2 separate regions of the Gossypium hirsutum genome follow, and region 2 is linked to region 1. The links are chromatin contacts, called in public Hi-C maps. All regions are on one chromosome and are shown on one strand. Each heading gives the region's core, a stretch centred on a gene start, on an enhancer-like site or on the middle of the called end of the contact. The rest is flanking DNA. Distances are from core to core; before and after follow the strand shown. Region 1 holds the start of LOC107936806 (cytochrome P450 81Q32). Region 2 has its middle 25 kb from the start of LOC107887344.

Evidence for each region. Hi-C and Micro-C count contacts between places; a contact is called where the count stands out from the background.
Region 2: a Hi-C map of seedling shows a contact between it and region 1, with 1.6 times the contacts expected there. The contact joins the enhancer-like site here to the promoter of LOC107936806 in region 1. A contact is called at or near these places in 8 of 34 Hi-C or Micro-C datasets (cotyledon, leaf and seedling).

The regions. Positions count from the first base shown.
Region 1 is chrA07:11,913,565-11,917,508 of Gossypium_hirsutum_v2.1, reverse strand. It overlaps LOC107936806 (cytochrome P450 81Q32), which reads right to left and starts at 1,447. Exons shown (of 2, transcript XM_016869574.2): 1 at 357-1,447. The coding sequence starts at 1,247.
Region 2 is chrA07:12,030,078-12,034,584 of Gossypium_hirsutum_v2.1, reverse strand. It overlaps the pseudogene LOC107887346. Among protein-coding and RNA genes, the nearest start is that of LOC107887344, 25 kb to the left of the region's middle. Within about 2 kb of position 3,099, at least 6 of the 9 cell types and tissues checked have an H3K27ac peak or open chromatin away from gene starts, as enhancers often do. A contact at or near this core is called in cotyledon and leaf, where this site is marked.

The sequences.
Region 1 (3,944 bases), core at 198-2,697:
CAAGGCTAGAGAATTTTTCGAAGAATAGCCTAGAATTAAGCTATATAAGATTATAAGAGTTAAAATGTAAATTTACCGTTTTAATAGCTTATATCTTTATCATTTTTTTAAATGATTAATTTAAAATTTTATCATTTTTGAGGGGATAAAGTACAATTTTAATTTATAAGTTCAAAATTCCCATTTAACGGTTTTTTTTTAATCTTTGAAAAGCCCTTGAAATTTGAGAAAAACCTACTTAATTAAGTCCATACAAAAACTAGACCGTTTGACCAACTATTTCCGACTTAATTTATTTTTTGCCTCATACCCTTTCGAAAACAATGAAACTTGAAGAGAAAGAAGAGTGAACTAACCAGCATAAGCCCTTTGATGATTTCATCAGTGTAGTAATCAGGATCAGATTGTTGCAAGTTAAGAAGGTGATCTACCATACTACCATTACCGTTATTTTCCTGCTTCATCCATCGATGCTCATCGACCAACTTTTGCAGCAATCCATCCAACTTTTTCCCAATCTTTTTTACCTTCTTTTCGTACCCTCCAAACCAATTCAAAACCGGCAAGAAATCCGCACGATTCGCCGTACCGCCGTTCTTAAACGTCCCTTCTATAACCTCCCTGAACTCCCTCGCTTCGTTTTCATTCGTCACTTCTTCCCCAAAATACCTTTTCCCGGCAACCATCCTCATTATGTTATTAAACGTCAAGTCATTAAGCATGGATTTCAGCTTCACTTTCACAAACTCCCGACGCGAATCACGCGACAAACTCACCAACAACCGCCGGACCTCGTCTTTCCGAACAGCGGCAAAGGCGTTGAGACGACTCGAGGAGAAGATTTCAATAGCGCCGATGCGACGTAAGTTGCGCCAATGGTCACCGTAAGACGAGGTGGAAACTGTGGTGTAGTTGTAGCCGAGGTACTTCCCTGCGATCAACTTGGGACGGTTGGCTAAAACTATGTCGTTTACGGTGAAGCATTCCTCGGCAACGGCTGAAGACGAAACCACCACAAAGAGCCGAGATCCAAGGCGGAGGGAGAAGACAGGGCCGTATTTTTGAGAAAGATGGTGGTAGAAACGGTGGATAGGAGTTTTAAGGAGGTGGAGGTGGCCGATTATGGGGAGTGAAGGTGGGGATGGGGGGAGGTTTTGGGGATATTTTTTGGATTGAAATAATAATTTTGAACAAAGTAGGAGAAAGATCAGTGAAAGAGATGCATACACAATTGTTGTTTCTTCCATTTTGATTATGGTTTATTCATTAATTCACGGTGTTTTGTTTTTTTATATAGAGAGAATTAAAGATAGTGATGAATTTGTCCACCAATTTCTAATTGCATTTCATTCAAGGTTAATTTATGCTAGTAGTGCCAATATTTTATAAAAGTTGTACTTTTTAAGTTTTAAAAATTTAGTTTTAACTCGCTAAATCTGTTAGTTTTATATTATGTGTATAATTATAAACACAATTTATATTTTTCAATTAGATTATTCTAAGTTTATGTACTTTTTAAAATTTTAAAATTTTAATCTTGAGACAAATAATAACTATTAATCTATTAATTAAATTCTTAATGAGTAATATATGAAAATAATAAATTAACATGATATTATATTAATATATTTATCGTATCAAATTTTAGAACTAATAGAATTTAACTTAATAATTATCATTTGATAACTAAAATTTTAAAATTTAAAAAATCTTTCAAATTTTACCAATTTAAAATATAAATACTGAACTTACAACTTTAGTAAACAAACTAATAGCTATTGCTGAAATTCTTAATGATTACTGTAGGATTAATATAAATGAAAATCCACGTGTATCTCAAACTCAAGATTTCAAATTTCTTTAAGTTTATCATTAAGTGTGAAAACATCATTGTTTAATACATTAGGAAATATAAATATATAAAATGATTAATAAATATTAAAACAAATTAGAAAGTATATACTCCATCTTGACTTTAGTTAATAATATTGAAACAAATTTATTTAAAATTAAATATATGATATTCTTAATATTAAATGAAGGGGTTTTACATAAATAATATAAAATAAATAAATAAATACTAGAATAAGATAAGAGCATTAATATTCACGAAACTAGGTAAATACTACAGTAAATAACTAGTGTCGCCTAGCCAATCGACGACACCCCTTTCCTCTTTAAAAAGGAATTTCTTTTTAGGTGCAGGATCAGTCGGCGACACCTGTATTTCAAAGTATTTGAAATTTAAAATATGTGTTTTTTAAATAGTATACGCATAAAAAAATATTATTTATTGGTGTCACTGATATATTAGGTGGCACTCTATCATTTTTAATAATATATATATATTTTTTAAGCTGAAAAAAAGTTTGATATAAAAATTTTTGGGTTTTAAAACCCAAGCCCGTGATCAACAGGTCACATCTGTGGCAAGTGTAAAAAATATATTTTTTATTTTTATATGTATATTATAAAAATTATATTTTGAGTTTAAAATACAAGTATAGCTAATAATTTTCTTTAAAATAGAAAGGGGTACTGCAGATTGATCTTATAACACAAATTATTTATCGTAGTGTTTATCTAATTTCGTGAATATTATTTTTCTTCTCTAATATTTATTTATTTATTTTATATTATTAAAGTAAAAAACCTTTAAATGAAGGATATGCTTAATGATTTTCAAAAGTCTTTAAAAAATTTAGTCAAAAGAAAATGACAAAAAGTGAAGTGCGCATTTGGCACGCTATCAATATCAACTAGACGTAAGCGTATACGTTAATGCTCTTCTAGTTCTAGAAACAGTACTTTATCTTTAGGGTAAATTTTATTCATGGTTATCAAGCTATTAAAAAAATTATATTTAAGTAAATTAATTTCAAAAAATTATAAAATATTTATTAAATTATTCTAAAATTTTTATTTAATTCATTGAGTTGTTTAAAGTTGATATTATATGCAATAACAGATACAAGGGGTAGGCAAAGGCCACTACCCCTAACCTTTTAGAAATTTACATAGCACCCCTTTTAAGATGAATTTTATTACATTAAATTCCTTAAAAATTTAAATTCTATCCCCAAAAAGAATATATAATTTCTCTCTTTTATTTACTTGTATTTTAGATCATATGATTTCTATATGTAAAAATTATATTTTAATTTTAGTTTCTTCTTCTGCAAATGATAGAAGACCATACTAGTTTTTGGATTTTGAGATGTTGGTATTACTTATTAGAAATTAGAAGCGCAACATAATTATTAAGGTTAAAAGGTTAATTTTATTCATATTTCAAATCATAAATATATATGTATACTTTAATTACTGAAAAACTATACATGAAAATTAATAGTAAAAAAATATGTAGCCGACAATGCTAAGTTATATATCTGGATTCGCCATTGATTATATGGTCTTCTTTATTTGTACTAATTGAATGCTTTCCTTTCTCTTCTCTTACAATTTAGTTTTTTTTCATGAAATAGTTTTAAATATTATGAATTTTTAAACTAAAATTTAAACAGTTTTCTTCTTTGATCTAAATACTGACAGTCAAATCGAATTGAATTTAAGTTATATTTTTCTATTGGGTAATAGTAATGGTAATTAAAATAAAAGTAAAAATTCATTTATGAAGAAACTAAAATACAAAGTCCCAGACAGCAGTGCACAAATGTTAACTACAAAGCATGCAGAAGAGCAAAAAGAAAGAAAAGACACGGGTATAATTAAAGAAAGAGATGATATAAAAAAAAGAACTCAAATCTCTAGACAAACGTAGCATCACGCCCAAACCTCAATCAAGGTGTGGCGCAGGTAAGCCATCTTTATTGAATATGAATGCGAGATATGATGAACCCAATTAAAAGGACACATCATCCTAGGAGTAGAAATAGACACCCAGATAGCAGCTTCATTATGTGTCAAGTGTCAACAAGTTCACT
Region 2 (4,507 bases), core at 1,850-4,349, 120 kb before region 1:
CCCAAACACATATAAAAACAAAAGAAATAGCTCAGAGCAGTCCCGTCGGTGGCAGGGAGGAGTCTCGTCGGTGCAGAGGAGTGAGCGATGCCGCCTGTGAGGTACCCTCCACTGGTGCCGCCTGTAGGGTACCCTTCACCCTTATTTTATTATTTTTTTTCCTTTTTTTTTAATTTACAAATCTGTCAGAAAAATTTGGATTTGAGGGTGGTGCCGCCTATGCACCACCCTCCATCACTTTCAATGACCCATTTTCGTATATAATCTTAAGGACATCTCATTTTGATTTTTTTTTCATATTATTTTAGTAAAAATCCTGGAAACTAAAAACCTTAAAAATAAATAAATAAATAAATGATATATAACGCCTATTGTCTTTTCTTTTCTGTTACATAAAGCCTTCCTCCTTTTTATCAATTTTTTATATACTAGGGTAAATTTCACTTAAGTTCACTAAAAATTGATAAATTTACGTTTTGATCATTTAATTTTAAAAAGTTACAAAATGGTCGATCAAAACGTAAATTTACTAATAGTTTAGTGATCTTAAGTACAATTTATCCTAATATTATAATAAAATTTATTGTCGAATTTAATTACGAATCAACTAGATATCAATTCAATTAAGAAAATTATTAAGAAAATGTTTTTGTTATTTTATAAAGTTTATTTAAATTTAAAATAAATTCACAAATGGTGAGATTTGAACATAAAATACCAACATCCCTTAACCCTCAATTTTGTTGTTTCAACTAAAATGTTATTCATTTTTTAATATTTTTTTATAAATATATTTTTTTCATCCATATCATGAATGTGTCATAATTTTTTATACTAAAAGATAAGTTGGTTGACTAACAAGACTTTGATTGTAGCGGCAAGGGCGAATCCAAAACTTTTTTAAGGGTTGAAATCGAATTAAAAACTTTTGGTAGAACAAAATATCATTTTATCATGTATTAATTTACGATTTGATCAATTTTGAAAGAACTAAATATAACTTTCTTCATTTTTGGAGGTTAGAAAGTTTTGATTTTGGGCATATCAATTTCTCCAACTGCCTACAAGTGCCAAACTTCTAGAATATAAAAGTAAACAAAAATTTTCTTACGTACAAATGTATTATCAGACCTTGATTTAAAGCTGATATGGCGTCATCAATTTATGATCAGACGGTTGTGATTGTTTCTAAATTTATAAAATGCGAATTATTAAAAAGTAAATTAAGTTAAAAATTTTGAAATCAATTCATTTTTTTTAAATCCAAAAGATCTAATTTGGATATGATTCTAATAATATAAAAATATTTAGCTGAGAGTCAATTTCAATTTATTTGAAATAAAAACCTATTTTGTTATTTATATAATTAAAATTTAATATTTTTATATTAATGAACTTATAATTTAGATGAAATAGAATTAAACTCAAAATTCAATTCAATTAGGAAATCAAATCAAAATAATTCTACCTTTAATGAAAATCTCCTGGCTTGAAACCCAAAGAGAGCTAGATTTGAGAAACTCAAAATGGTTCAATTCTATAAAAGGTCCCTATACAATACATTTTTAATATAATTAATCTTTCTACTATAATCTGATATTTTTAATATTTTCTTTTTTTTTGGGTACAAGGACAAAAACATGAATACCGCCGCTCTCCAAATGAAGTGGTCCGTTTGATGGTGTCCATGTTGAGTACTGATATGTACATGTTGTAACAAAGAACAAATGTCATCCTATAAAAGTCTTAACTTTCAGTAAATATTAGAGTATTTAGAGTTACCAATTTAAAGAGGAGGCAACGAAAAAGAGTCAACCTACCATAACGCCGCTCTACAAATGAAGTGGTCCATCTAATGGTGTCTATGTTGAGTTTTGATATGTACCTACTGTATCAAAGAACGAATGTCATCCCATAAAAGTCTTAACTTTAAGTAGATATTAGAATATCTAGAGTTACCAATTTAAAAAGGAGGTAACGAAAAAGAGTCAACCTACCATGAAACTTGGAATTTGTAGAAAGGCAAATACCCATAATAAGTGGAGCAAAATGTAATTGTCATGTGATTACAATCGCCCCTACAAGGCAGAGCTTGGGGGATGGTAGTGGCCTCGCCCCCCAAAAATGTAAAATTTCAATATTAGCCTTTTAAGTTTTAGATAAAGTAAAGGGTAAAATTATACTTTGGCCTTTTAAAATGATAAAATTTGATTTAATCATTTAGAAATTATAAAAATATAAGTTATTAAAATTGTAAAATTACATTTTAATTCTCATAAAAATATATAACTTAATTTCCATACACCAATGCTACAATAGGATTTGTTGGGGGTGAAATAGCGAAAATGAGTTTAGTGACCAACTACTCCGGGATCTGGGTGTCTTGTGTTGTTAATTTTGGGAAGCAGCAGATGTATAGTGGGGGGAATTGTAGCATTTATTTAGGGGTATTGTGTTTGGTGTTGAAGTAGCATGGAGAAATGTTAATATAGAATCTGATTCTTTTACTTCAATTGAGATGATTCACAATGGTGTTAACGATAGGCAGTCTGGTAGGTGAAATAACAAGTCAGCTCCATAGAGATTGGTGCTTCATTCTTCTCTATATTCTGTGACAAAACAATAATATGGGTCATTGCTTAGAGGATGGTTTTCGAATTTTTTAAGGCTCCTCCTAGTAGTCTTGAATCTTTTGTTAGCTGATTCTGTGGGAGTGGCTTATCCTAGAGTTGTCATTGCTTGAGTTTTTTGTAAGGACGTTGGTTCTCCTTTTTCGACAAAAAAAGAAAAATAGAACTATAAAATTATTATCCTATGTGAATTCAAAACAAATGTGGATTGAACATTTATTATCCAAACTTGCATTGTTTATTTGTATAAAGAATGCAGATTTAGTTATTCAAATTCACATTGTAATTTTGATTTTATATACGAATAAAAAGAATTTTAGGAATTTTATATTTTAGTTAAGTTCATAGATTCAAATTGTTTACAAAGTACAAATATATGACCTACTGCCATTCCTAGTCTAGATATATAAATCAGGTCATTGTACTGGACTATATAAAACAAATGAATAGTGCAGGGACTTTTTATAGAATTGGACCAATGTAAAATCAAGGGTTGAGGAAAAAAACAAAATACAGTAATCCACGTGCCCATTTTTGAAACACTGTCCAGTCTTTTTTCCCTTGTTTGTAAAATCTTTCCCTTTAAAACCCGCGGCCTTCATTCCCCTCTTATAGTCTTATTTCTTCCCCGCCGATCTCTCTCGCTGGACTAAACAGTCTTCTCAGACGAGACTCCGTTGTTTTAAACCTCTCCTCTGTAAAGTAGAAGGAAAAGTGTTTTTACTTTTTGTTTAGTTTTAAATAATGATGGACGAAAATTCAGCTATGATCGAGCAAATTCTCAGAGAATTTGAAAACGAAGACGGAAAAAACGACGACGTCAACGACTGGAAAACTGTGTCGTATTCAAAACGGAATCGGAAGCCTTCGAAGCCTCTTCCTTCTGGTGGTTTTTCTGATCTTTACAATGGCGGCGTCTCTTCCGACGTTTTCAGCTCGATCCAGAAACATTCTGAGGATCGCCGTCGTCGCGCAGCCGAAGCTGCTGCGGCGGCGAAAGCGGAGGCTGCAGTTTCTTCTGCTGTTTCTAATGGAGTGAAGGTTGATGATGAAGATGATAGTGACACCGGTGGCGTGGAGGAGAACGGTGCTGTGGAAATTAAGAAGGTGAAGCCGAAAAAGCCGAAGAAACCGAAGTTGACTGTAGCCGAAGCTGCTTCGAAGATCGAAGTCGGTGATCTTACTGCTTTTCTTATTGACATCACTGTGAGTAACAGTAACTTCAAATTTACATTATTTTTTTTTGTGTGTGTGTGTGTTTTAGTTCTGACTGATCTGAATCTGATTCTTACTTTAACAAAAAAAATTCAGAGCTCTTATGAGACCCAACAAGATATACAATTAATGAGATTTGCTGATTACTTTGGAAGAGCATTTGCTTCAGTGAGTGCAGCACAATTCCCCTGGTTAAGGCTTTTCAAAGAATCTACCGTTTCGAAATTGGTTGATGTAAGCTTACTTCTTTAAGTTCTATTTCATTAATATTTTGGAAAAGTTCATAGGTTTGTTCAGTTATTGTATATTCAGTGGTAGGACATGCATGGAGAGAACTTTGCTAGCTTGATTTTGGATATTGTTATTTTGTTTTGAATAGATTCCGCTTTCGAATGTACCGGAAGATGTCTATAAGACATCGGTTGATTGGTTGAACCGGAGATCTTTGGATGTCTTAGTATCGTTTGTGTTATGGTCGTTGTACAGTATACAGGCTGACCTTGCTAGTCATCAAGGAGCTACTAAGGGATCAAAGAAAGTTCCCCAGCCAGCACTATCGAAGTCTCTGGTAATTGTTGATCTTATTTCTTCCAATACTCTTGGAAAATACTTCTGTTGCATCTTTGAGAAGGGTCTCAACTAAAATGGATACGAGTGATACT